3 separate regions of the Sus scrofa genome follow, and all the other regions are linked to region 3. The links are chromatin contacts, called in public Hi-C and HiChIP or PLAC-seq maps. All regions are on one chromosome and are shown on one strand. The core of a region is the stretch at or near the end of the contact, and the rest is flanking DNA. Distances in the headings are between cores, read along the strand shown. Region 1 overlaps PEAK1 (pseudopodium enriched atypical kinase 1). Region 2 overlaps PEAK1 (pseudopodium enriched atypical kinase 1). Region 3 has its middle 75 kb from the start of HMG20A.

Evidence for each region. A called contact is a pair of places that touch in the nucleus more often than the background predicts. HiChIP or PLAC-seq counts read pairs in DNA pulled down with a chosen protein or histone mark.
Region 1: a Hi-C map of skeletal muscle shows a contact between it and region 3, with 4 times the contacts expected there. The contact joins two enhancer-like sites. A contact is called at or near these places in 2 of 47 Hi-C or Micro-C datasets (both in skeletal muscle) and 2 of 2 datasets of contacts at active chromatin or transcription factors (alveolar macrophages and skeletal muscle).
Region 2: an H3K27ac HiChIP or PLAC-seq map of alveolar macrophages shows a contact between it and region 3. The contact joins two enhancer-like sites. A contact is called at or near these places in 1 of 47 Hi-C or Micro-C datasets (embryonic fibroblasts) and 1 of 2 datasets of contacts at active chromatin or transcription factors (alveolar macrophages).

Annotation. Positions count from the first base shown.
Region 1 is chr7:57,328,996-57,332,744 of Sscrofa11.1, forward strand. The region is part of intron 2 of PEAK1 (pseudopodium enriched atypical kinase 1); the gene reads right to left. Among named protein-coding and RNA genes, the nearest start is that of PEAK1, 110 kb to the right of the region's middle. Within about 2 kb of position 1,781, at least 8 of the 83 cell types and tissues checked have an H3K27ac peak or open chromatin away from gene starts, as enhancers often do. A contact at or near this core is called in skeletal muscle, where this site is marked.
Region 2 is chr7:57,366,513-57,370,892 of Sscrofa11.1, forward strand. It overlaps PEAK1 (pseudopodium enriched atypical kinase 1), which reads right to left. Exons shown (of 6, transcript NM_001244188.1): 2 at 539-620. Among named protein-coding and RNA genes, the nearest start is that of PEAK1, 76 kb to the right of the region's middle. Within about 2 kb of position 2,114, at least 3 of the 83 cell types and tissues checked have an H3K27ac peak or open chromatin away from gene starts, as enhancers often do. A contact at or near this core is called in alveolar macrophages, where this site is marked.
Region 3 is chr7:57,577,574-57,581,490 of Sscrofa11.1, forward strand. No RefSeq gene overlaps it. Among named protein-coding and RNA genes, the nearest start is that of HMG20A, 75 kb to the left of the region's middle. Within about 2 kb of position 1,713, at least 64 of the 83 cell types and tissues checked have an H3K27ac peak or open chromatin away from gene starts, as enhancers often do. A contact at or near this core is called in alveolar macrophages and skeletal muscle, where this site is marked.

The DNA of each region.
Region 1 (3,749 bases), core at 531-3,030, 250 kb before region 3:
AAAAAAAAAAAAAAAGACAAAAAGAAAAAAAATAATAAAAAAATAAATATGTGAGTTTCAATTAAAAAAAGAATATCTAGTGGTTTAGCCAACTCAGACCTCTTTTCATCAATTTAATAAAGGAAAACTGTAAAGGCTTCCTAAGCAAAGGGGGATAGTTAAAACTACAAGGTTTTACTGAGAACAATCTGCAACTGCATAACTGAGTATAAGGAATTAAAGACGGTGTCTTCAGTTTGAGAAACTGCCCAAATTAAACTAAAATTCAGAATTTTCTTGCAATAAAAACGTTTTCAGAGTATAATTTATTTTCAGATGTGGGTAAAATATTGTAATTAAAATATACAAATAAGAGGATTAAGATGGCAGACTACCCAAGGCAATCTACAGATCCAATGCAATCCCTATCAAATTACCAAGAACATTTGTCAGACTAGAACTTGGGGTTGTGGGAGGTAGCCCAGAGGTACCCTTGGGGAACTTTGCAGAAGGACGAAGGCCGGCTAAGTGGACCCCAGGAAGTGACCTCACTTCCCTGGCAATAGAGCCCAACAGAACTTGGAACCTGGGTAGTCAGGCACCCACTTCTCCAGGAGAGGACAGAGGAGGGATGGACTTGCTTTGCTGTGTCCCGTTCTCCCAAGGCTGAGGCCGCAGCAGAGACAATACCTGCCAATCCAGCAGAAAATGGATCAGAACTCAGGGCAGACGCCTATGGGCCTTTGCCTGCAGGGACCTGGAGGTAACACAGGGAGAGGGAACTCCAGCCCAGCAAAGGGACCCTTCTGATCCCACACAGTAGCCTCAGTAGCCTCGTGTCTCCTCCCTGGATGACTGTGTGCAGAGGGGGGTTGTGAGGGTGGGTCTGCCTCAAGCAAGAGCAGGCTGACGTGGGGTTGGATGCCAATTGGGAGGGTCACGTCCACACCCCAGGACAAAGCTGACTGGGGAGAAGGGGGTTGTTTAGAGTCAGGGCTGAGCCCTGTGTGCGAGCTGTACCCCCAGCCCTCTAGGGGGCTCCCACTCCTCCCAGAGGGTGGGTATCTGAGCAGACAAGGTTTCACCTTATCTGGGAACAGAAGTTCAAGGGGGCAGAAGAAGCAGTGAGAAGATAATGGCCTTGCAACGCTCTGACACCTCAGGGCCGGGCCCTCTGCCGCTCATTCTCATTGCAGAGTCCCCCCCCCCCCACCCCTGCCCCTGAGACACTTCAGGAGCCAGGCAAGGAAGGCAGAAGACCTCCAGATGAAACTCCACATGGGCAGCTCCTTGGGTATCTCTGCCAGGCTCGGGGGAGCTCAGCACATCCGGTTCTGGCACTAGGACAAAGTCCACCTACGCCTGAGTCCGCTGGACAGCTGTGCTCCCTGAGGCCCAGCCTGAAGGTGAGAAGATGGGGACCGGGCCTTGTGAGTGTGGGGGGAGCTGAGTTCTGGGTCACACAGCGAGGAGTTCCCAAAGGAAGGTGTTGGGCCAGGAGCAAAGACTAACCCACACTACCCACCTGGTGGACTGCAGACCCAGAAGTTGGTGGGTTGGGACTGGTCTGGAAGGTTCTGGAAAGACTGCTATCCTTGGAATAGCACATGGCAAGGCAAGCATGCAAGGAAGCTTTTCTTCTCTCACAGTTCCAGCATGAGAGCAGGAGCCAAAGGCCAAGGCACAACCCAAGCAGGGAGAACCTGGAGCTGCTCCAGCAGGAGGCCTAGGTCCACATGAGGACTCACCAGCCCTGTAGGGAGAAACCTGCAGCTGCTCCTGCAGGAAACCTGGAGCCACATGAGGACTCACCACCCACACAAGGAGAACCTGCAGCTGCTCTGGCAGCAGCCCCAGACACTGATGTGTGTTTACCTCAGCTGGAGGGAAATGTTGCACCAGCTTCTGCAGGAGACCAAGGGCCCAAGGAGAATTCAGCAGCCCTGCAGGGAGAGCCTGCACTGACTGCTCCAGCCCCCACTATACTAGGTCCTGCACTGGCTCTGGAAAGAGCCCGGGGCCAATTTCCAAAACCACCTTCCTCAAGGTCACCTCCACCCTTGCAAGTGCCCTCCCCATCAGCTCCCTAAAAACCCATCCACCTGTTTCCCCTCCCAAAATTTACTCTCGTGATTTGTCTTCGGATGTTTTCTCATTTCCTGTTTCTCTTCCATTATTATTTACGGTATACTTTATGTTTTAAAAATAAAATTAGAAAGCTGGAAAAAAATACACAAATAGGTTGAAAATTCCAGAAATAAATGGAAGTCAAAGATTTGAGCAAGAATTACTATACAAGAAAAATTATAATGCATGTAGGTACAGTGTAATGGCTGTTCGATTAACAGTATGTTTTAAAAGTTAAATTTTTAAAAGAACAACTGTTACACTCATTTTCTCTGACTGCTAATCTATTCACTAAAGCCTTAATGATTAGTATCTTCTACATCTGTGTATAAATTCATTTTTCTTACTAGCACCTCTATTTAAAAAGATATACTGTGAAATTTGACAAAAAGAAATATTTGCCCTAAGACTAGCATTATAACTCAAAACTACTGTAAATGTTTCTTCAAGAGTGGCCCACAGTCCACATGAATCATATCTGTTATGATTGAAATGCAGATATTAACTCCAACAATTCTTGGATCTTATCAAGATACAAAATCAGTATTCGTAATCAGTATTTTCACTTCCCTCTTTACTCAGATACATTCCACTTTTTTCCACTTTGCAAATACTCTCTTGTCCCTCCTTCCCTCTACTAGTAAAATGCTTGCTCTAAGCCTACTTCTGACCAGATGAACATAACCAGAGAAAAGCCACACAACTGTGCTGACCAATATTCACTTAAAACCTATTACTCTAGGTCTCAAATGGGGATTTAACATTGTCAGAAACAGAATCCAAATCAGTTCTTTCTACATACTTACTTCGCCACTTTGAGATAACTATTTCACAGTTTTTCTTCTCTCTTCAAATCTCTGACATCCTTGTCCCAGGTCACTTACTATTGATGGCCTTGCCTCAAACTTAAGTGGGAAAATAGATCCAAAAAGATGAATTTTATCTCCTCTTCATGTTAATGCTACAACCTGATTTTATACACTTTACCTCATTGCCCTTAGAATGGAAGGAGCCTTTGTGTCTTTGTTTAAGGCCAACCTTTCTACTTCTGGTCAGAATTTCACCCACGTGTGAATTCTCAAGAACTATTCCTGCAATATCACTTTTCTCTTCTGCATCATCTATTTTTCCATTCCAGATAATTCCCATTGGCATATGAATGTGTCTTAATCTCATTCATTAAAAAACAAAAACAAAACAACCCTCCTGTAGTCCTGTATCCCTCTAGATAGTGCTGCATTCTTCGATTTCCTTCTAGAACAAAACTCTTCAAAAAGACACTTTATCTCCACATTTTCTCTTCCCCCCACTCCATTCAGATGTTTTGTTCTCACCACTTTATTGAAATACTGCGAATTAAGGTTTCAAAGTACTATACTCCCCCAAGACCAAGGGCTAATTTTCTATTCTCACCTTTTCAAAACTTAAATTAGCATTTCATACATTGGCCACCCCTCTCATGGAATACTTTCTTTTCTAGTTTCTGGAATACTTCACTCTTCAGATTTTTCTACCTCATTAGATAGCTGCTTCTCAGCCTGTTTGTTGGCTTTTTCCTCTATTAGATTTCTCAGTGTTGGAGTGACCAAAAATAATACCCCTTACCATCAGCTCCCCTTATTCATTCTTTTCCCCTGAGTGAT
Region 2 (4,380 bases), core at 864-3,363, 210 kb before region 3:
ACACACACACACACACACACACACAAAGATCCTATAACAGTATCTGGCACATACGAAGTGCTCAACAAATATTAGTTTCCTTCTCTAATCTCCTAAACTTTAGGGGAATACAGAACGTTTCCTCGCCTTTTACTTTATTGGAAAGATTCCTTAAATTAAATACACAGGGCCCTGGTCCTCAACTTCAGTTATAAGCACCTGTGCAACAACTAAACCTAAATAAAATGAGGAGCAGTGTGACATAATGAAAAACAAATGGGGATTTGAGTCAACACACCTGCATTTGAATCCCAGTTTGACTATCTAAGAGCTTTTGACCTTGACAAGTTTACCAAACCTCTCAAGCTTCTTAACTGAAAATGAGACTGTTACCTAGCTTTTCATCATTCTCTTGTTCATATTCACAGACATCACAAATACTTAGAGGCATATCTCTGTCTCTTCCATACTAACACAAAGTTCAAAATGATAAGATCCGATGCTGCAATAGATTAGATTAGAATAAACATGTTACACGAAGAAAAGAAAAAGTACAAACCCAGTTTAACTGGTTTCAACTCTAGGCATTCTGTCATTTCTTCCTTTTCTTTCCTTAGAAATGGACCTCAAATATTCTTTTCCTAGGGGAAGATGCAAAGTGGGGAATATGTATTAGTGAAGGTCATTTGAATCACACTTCAAAACTGAGCATTCTTTAATTTCCCATAAGGCAGTACTTACCATAAACCAAACCCGTTCAATTTAATGGACTTGTTTTTAAGTGATAAAATAACCAAGAGGTATTTTAGTTTAGAAAATATTACAGGTTTAAATAGCCAAAAAATAACTTTATCTCAAAAAGTTACTTTCAATCAATAACAATACTTTGTTAAAGATAACTACTCAGGATGGGATTACACAAAACACTGTAGTTCATCACAATATGCAAAAATACTTCTGGAGCTATAATTCTTAATCTTTTGAGTGATGGGTGAATGGTAAAGTATACAAAACTATGAGAAAGAGATCAAGCTCTGAACTGCAAACTCAGAAAAATGCACATATATGCATCATACTTCACATATAATTTTAGTTGAGTCATGAAACAGTCATGTATCCTGTGGATCTCTAAAACTCCAAGCAATCGCTGTTTTTGAGTTTTTCGAAATAATGGACACAGGATTTTCAAACCTTAAGCAATTTAGCAGTCATCCGCAAAACTGCTAACAGAAAAATGAGGAAATAGGCCCCCAGAAAGACAAAAAGAATTAAGTAAAACCTACTGCACTCAGGACAAGAGGTGTCCAACTACCACTCCAATCCACACAAGATTGACAATGCAGAATTTAGTATAAATCAGTGTTTTGGGGTCAGAGTAATTATCACAATACAACCAAAATAGGATACCTACAAGCAGTCTTTTGGTCTAAATACATAATAGCTCATCAATGGTAGTTAAGAAAATGAAATTTGGAATTATGTAGGCATGTGAAAAAGTCAATCAGGTCACTTAATCTTTCTCATCCTCGGGTTCTTCAAAACAAAATGGAAAAATAAAACCTATCACTGGAGGATTATTTTAAGGATAAAATCAGATAACATGTACCAAGTATTTAACATAGTGTCAAGTACACAGTAGATGCTCATGAAATGGTATGAATTAAAAAAACATTTCCAGGGTTCCTGTTGTGGCTCAGCAGTAATGAACCCAACTGGTATGCATGAGGACACAGGTTTGATCCCCTGCCCCACTCAGTGGGTTAAGGATCTGGTGTTGCCATGAGCTGTGGTGTAGGTGACAGACATGGCTCGGATCTGGCATTGCTGTGGCTGTGGTGTAGGCTGCCATCTGCAGCTCCGATGCGACCCCTGGCCTGGAAACCTCCATATGCCACACCTGTGGCTCTAAAAAGACAAAAACAAAATTCCTGTAAAGTCATGGAATTGGGTAAAATATGAAATAAAATCTAAAGTAACTGAGATGCTTTCTAGCCAAACAAAATAAGTAGCTACCATTTACTGAGTATCTATTTACTATACTATTCAAGCTGTTACTGAGGATACAAAAAGGATTAAGTTGTCCTCCTTTCAAGGGAAATTAAGCAAAGACAGAGCTTTTTCCTTCTCAGTTTCAGTCTTGGGTTCCTCTTTTTCCTTTCCTCTTAGAGCTCAGCTTTCTGTCCACTTCACACTCTACCCACATGGACTGAGAGGACCCTCACATGAACACCTCTAATCCCAACTTTTCACCTGAGTCTCACACTTTTACGTCCTGTATGTTTCCCCCTGAAAGTACCATAGGTACAATATATATAAAACTTTCCCTAACATCCCTTCCTTCTCAACAGCACTTAAGACATTCAAAAGTCTGACAGTAATCCCATTTCACCAGTCGCCTTAAATGTCTGATTGATTTTTAAACACTTTGCACATCTATTTCCAAAACTTCACTCCTATTAATAGTATCCAAAATCCTGGTCATTATCTGGATGACCAGATCAGTAATTTAACAGGTCTACCCACCTTTTCTATTGCCTTACCTCAAAATCATTTACCATACTGCCATAGAATTGATCAGTCTAAAATGAAAATCTCAGGAGGGCTCCAATTAAGATGGATGAATAGAAGGATGGGGAACTCACCTCTCTCCACAAATACATTAAAAAATAGGTCTATATGTGCAATAGTTCTCACAAAATACCTACTGAACGCTGGCAGAAGACATCAGACACCTAAACATGTAAGAAAGATCTCCACATAACCAGGGAGGAAGATAGAAAAATAAATAAATAAATTGAAAATCTTTCCATGCCCTGTGTATGTCAAATCCTTCAATCATAGAATCCTTCAATGGTAATCCTTCTATTACCCCCAGAAGAAAGTCCAACTTCATCCAAAAAATAAATGCCCAAGTATCACATATAAAGTCTTCAATGCTATCTCTTCAGCTTCATTTCCTATCTCCCATTTCATCACCCTACAGCCATCCTGAACTATTTGTCAAGCTTCATGCTTTTCTCTTTGCTAATATCAACTTACACACTTTGCACAAAGAGGAAATTCCTACTGGTTCTTTAAGATTTAGGGCCAGGGTCACCTCCTCCAGAGTATACTTCCCTACCCCACCAAGCTCACACATCATCACAACAAGCTTTGTTAAACTGAACTGAAACTAGAGAACTAACGACAAAGTGGCAAAAAACTTATACATACAAAGCCAGTGAGAAGGGAAACTAGACGGATTTTAGCGTTTCTTTGGAGAAAATGTCTTGATCTGGGGCTATGAGAAGTAATTGTTCACAGATTGTTGAAGAAAGGAAATTAAAGTATTTGAGTGAGAAAAACAGTTGTAAATGATCACATTTAGAGGAGAAATGTGTAAAATAATACTGGAGGGACAGTAAACAGCAAATATAACCTCACGAACGTAGCCATCCATATAAAAAGATTTATAGAGCACAACCAATAAATCACTAAAGATTTTCAGTTTTCTCAGAAACTATATGACACAGTTGCCATTTACAGATACTACCTCACACTTGAACTTGAGAGATTTTAGTTTAGAAAGATATTTTCATCTTTTAGTTGACAGAGTGCATTTTTATACGTTAGAAAAGGTACTCTCATCCCACTTAATTAGCATGTACTGAAGAACTTTTCATAAAATCCTGACATTATAACATATCTCTACATGGCACAATAGTTTACTGAAATTGGAATAAGCTAAAACAGACTCTCTCAGGGCAAAGGCTAGTTAATCTCATTAAATAATCTTTAACATTAGAACATTCAGTTGTTCCATATCAGCGGGGGAAAATGAAAATATAGTAAGCTTAAGACCAATTCACAGATGAATTCAACTATAAATATTTTGCTTTCTGAATGCAAAATGAAAGAATATCAATCCTCAAACTTAAATACACTAGTCATAGTACAGAAGAATAGACCTACAAGCCATTCCCTTATGAAGAGTGAAGATTCAGGTTATCTACCAAAGAATAAGAAGAGGAAAAAATGCTATCCTCTCTGAGCACACAAAATCTCTTGCTTGCAGTAAAGACAGAGAGGATTCACCTTAACCACCCAATAGTCAGAAGAGGGTCAAGTTAGAAGAGTACGTAGAAAAAGTAAACTAGCCATCCCAAATAGAAACATCTCAAAATGGAATCTGTATCATTGTTATTTAATATACTTGACAATATAGCTGTATAAGATAATAACTGCCAAGGTACATCCTCTATATCAAGAGGAAAGGTGAATAGGAAATAGATATATGTTAACAAGCACAGAAGCACTTTGGAGCTCAAAAATCATTTGCATAGAGGTGCAGAATGAGAGTTGTCCTTGACTCTGTAAATGCCAATTCCCTGCTTTTAGGTTTGTAGGCAGTAAAAAGAGAGC
Region 3 (3,917 bases), core at 463-2,962:
GTGGTCCTGAAAAGACAAAAGACAAAAAAAAAAAAAAAAAAAAAAAAGAATAAACCATCCTAAGGAGCTTGATCTCCTTGATTCTGAGGAGGGGAGAGGTGGCTTCCGTCTCTGTGACAGTGGCTGTCTCAGATAAGGGTCATTGCCTGGCCAAAAAAATATTACCAGCATGAAAGAAAATGTTTTTACCCACTGTTCTTTGTTTTTAGGCTCCCAGAAGTCTCTGGCCTAAGGATTTATGTTAAGGTGTATCATCTCCTCCTTTGATGAGAAGGAGGAAGTGCCAGGATGTAAGCCTGACCTTCCTCCCCAAAGCGCAACCCTCAGGGACTGTCAGCTAGACAGAACGCTGCCTCAGGTCCTGGATCTCACTGCACATTCCTGCCCCACTTGCTGCTCTCTGACTTCCTCTTGAAGTCCCAAGAGACAGAGGGCGGCAGGGGCAGGAAGGGAACCAGCAGGGCCTCCAAGGCCGAAACCCTTTCGATGCCTGAGCCCCAGATGATTTGCCTTGGTAGGTCGGCCTTTCTGGGCAAGAAGAGAGGGAACCTCTCAGCTCTTCCCGAATGTCCCTTTCTGCAACAGGGCAGCACAAAACAAGCCAGATCATTGTGTTCTTGGATATAAATATTGATTCTAGGTGGTGTTAACATTCCGTTCATAAAAGAATGTAACATATTTCTCCCACATCATATTAGACAGATGTGTTGTTTGGCCAAGAGAAGTCCAGAGTGCTGGCTTCTGTGGAAAAAATGTGGACATTTAAATGCATGCAGCTTTGGGAAGTCTAGGGAGCAGTCTCAGAGTAGAAGGCAGGCGCTTCCCCAGTGCCAGCTCTGCCCTCCGCCATCCAGTTTCTCCCTTCCCAGCTGCACACTGCGAGTCACACTGGCATTTCTAATCGCTTGTAATTTAGGAAGATGCTTTCTTAGAATTAGGTCTTGTTTCTCAAGAACCTGGAACTATGAGCATGCGCTGTCTTCAGGAGGCACGGAAGGGCAAGGCTTTCATTTTTTGCTTTCTTCCCCTGGGGGAAGATCTGGGGGGTCCGCTCCTCTGTTTTGTTTTTCACCTTCCACGTGGGAGGGAAGGGCAAAGGCTTTGGACCAGAGGTGGTCCTTCCAAGCATTCCACCCAGGCCTGACCAAGCCCCAAAAGACTGAGATTTGCTGGCTGCCTTGGCAAGGCGAATTCCCCACATTCCACAAGCGCTCTTGAGGGGGACATAGCATTAATGAGAAAGTGGAATTCTTGATGCGGATGCTGCTCCCTCGGTGCCAGTACATTTCACACAGACCGATCCTCGTCCAGCATTTCGTAAGAGAGTGGGAGAGCCCATTTCCAGATGTGTGAGCGCCGCGTTGACAGAGGTGCTGTCAGGAGAGCCACTGCCCTCTGCCGTCCTGGCCCGGAAGCGCCACGACGCTGGGGAAGAACCTGGGGCTTCAGAAAAAACTGGCGGCTGTCAAAATCCGCAGCGGACCCACGCCGGGGCGGAGGGGCCTGCAGCTCCTCGTTCTGCAAACATTGAGTCTGCGAGGGGCTGAATTCTAGCTGAGGCTCGCTGGCTCTCTTTATGTTTTGTGGTTGAGAACGAGCCAGAAATGGAGAGGATTTATAATGAAACCCCGGCCTCCGGCATCATCCGCTGGTGGCGTTCTGAGAAGGCGAGGAGAAGTGGGCTGGCTCCGACCCTTGAACCTGGCCAGCAGGCCCAGGCGAGGCAAACAAAGAGGGCAGCTTGCCCAAGAGGAGACCTCCCGCTGGATAGCAGCCCTGAGGCCACTCCCTCGCCTGGAAATGCGGCTCCTAGAGGCCTTGCTGGCTCCAAAGCTTCCAGCGAGGGGAAGTTGTAACTGCTCCCACTCAGGCCTGCTGGCATCTCCAAGGGGCCTCTAGTCCTGGCACCGCGGAGAGCCTGGCTCAGCTTACAAGCTGAGACCCAGCTGCCGCCCCCTCCACCCCACCACCCACCGCCTGCCAAGACTGCGGCTCAGCAGCAGGCCCAGGGTCAGGCTTGCTGCTGAAGTGTGTGTGTGTGTGTGTGTGTGTGTGAGAGAGAGAGAGAGAGAGAGAGAGATGGTGAAAGATAGGGTGGAGATATTCAGGTGGAGGTCAGAGGGAGGTTGGGGAACCAAATTCCTTGGACAACCTTGCAGTTTTGGAAAAAGACACGAAACAATCAGTTTTTGTTTTTTGGAAGGTTTTTTTTTTTTTTTTTTTTTTGTAAATGGATCTCCTCCCTATTGGGAGAAGAAAAACCCAACCCGCCAAACAAACCCCTCACAACAATGCCCTTCTCTCTCTGGGACCAATTTCCAGACTGCACAGCAGTCCTGACAAGGTCAACAAGCTGGAGCTGTAAGCGGAAGATCTTTATCTATGTGGGAAATAGGAAAATCATTTGACTGATAAAAGGAAATACAATAAATAGCATCTAAATTCCTGGCTGCATTCCCCGGGGCCCCTCCTCTGCTGGAGAAAGTGCGGAGGGGCAGGAATACATGTGCTGCTCCAGCATGTTTAAAAATAGCATACAGCACACAGCCCTTTCTTACCTTCCAGAAAGACTTCATTACCGGATCCTCAGCCCTGAGCCTGCAGAGCTGCTGCCGGCGCTTTCTTCTCCCCGAGCTAGATTTTTCTTTTTTGGAAACGTTAAGGCAGTGCGTGTGATACATTTTACTCACGGGCCAGCTCCTGCTCAGCTAGTTTCAATCTGGGCACGTCTCAAGCTCACGTTGAAAGTCCATTGTATTTAATGGGGTGTTAACTCTGTTTATTCTCTGGGACTTGTGCAGTAATTTTACACTCTGCAAAACTAGCAACTTGAACTTGAAGTGGTGTGCCTCTCTCCCCATCCCCACCCTCATGGACCTCAGTCCCCAGGCACCTTTGGCCTTGACTCCCAGGTTTCCTTCAGCCCAGGTGGCTAAATGAGGTCTGGATGGAGCCAAGAAACCTGGGTTCACAGCCACTGCAGCCACTGGTTAGCATGGGTCTCTTCCTCTCTTGGAGACTCAGTTTTCTCATCCGTAACCTGGGGATTTTAATCCACCCTATATACCTTAACAGGCTGTTGAGATGCAGTAATGTCATAGTGGAAAAACATTCAGCTGAGTTCTGTAAAGACCCTCATTCCATTATTCCAAACTAGGCCACTGTCTGTGTCACTTGCAACATCTCCAGACCATCTCTCCATTAAAACCTGGGTGACTTGGGTAACTGCAAAGCTCACTGATAAGACAGTGTCTTTGCTGTGCTGCTGTAGTTTTCTTTCTTTCCTATGTGTGTGTGTGTCTTTTTAAGGCTGCATCTGTGGCATATGGAAGTTCCCAGGCTAGGGGTCAATCAGAGCTGCTGGCCTACACCAGAGCCACAGCAACACGGGATCTGAGCCGCGTCTGCGACCTACACTGCATCTCAGGGCAACACCAGATCCTTAAACCACCGAGCAAACCCAGGAATCGAACCTGCCTCCTTATGGATACTAGTCAGGTTTGTAACCCACTGGACCACAATGGGAAGTCCTACTGTGGTTTTCGAATTCCATGATTCCTTCTAGGTCTATTTGTGAGCACTCTGCTCTCAGGAAACAGCTTTCTCTACTCTCGCTTTTATTTATTCACAGTGCTTGGCCCTAAAAGGTGCTGAATAAAGAAAAGACTAAATGATCCCCTCTAGCTCTGAATCTCTGGGTCTAGATCAAAATAACTGAACCACATGCAGCTTCTAATAAGCTATTAAGTTCTGTGTGAGCTACATCTTGGATTATCCCACCTGATCTAAAAATTGTATTCTTAAGGACCTTCCAGAGTCCCCACTGCTCAGATACCATCTGGACCTTGGCCCTCTCTCTCTCTCTCTCTCTCTCTCTCTCTCTCCAGGAGCCAGGCTTTCCCTTCTGCATGTCAACA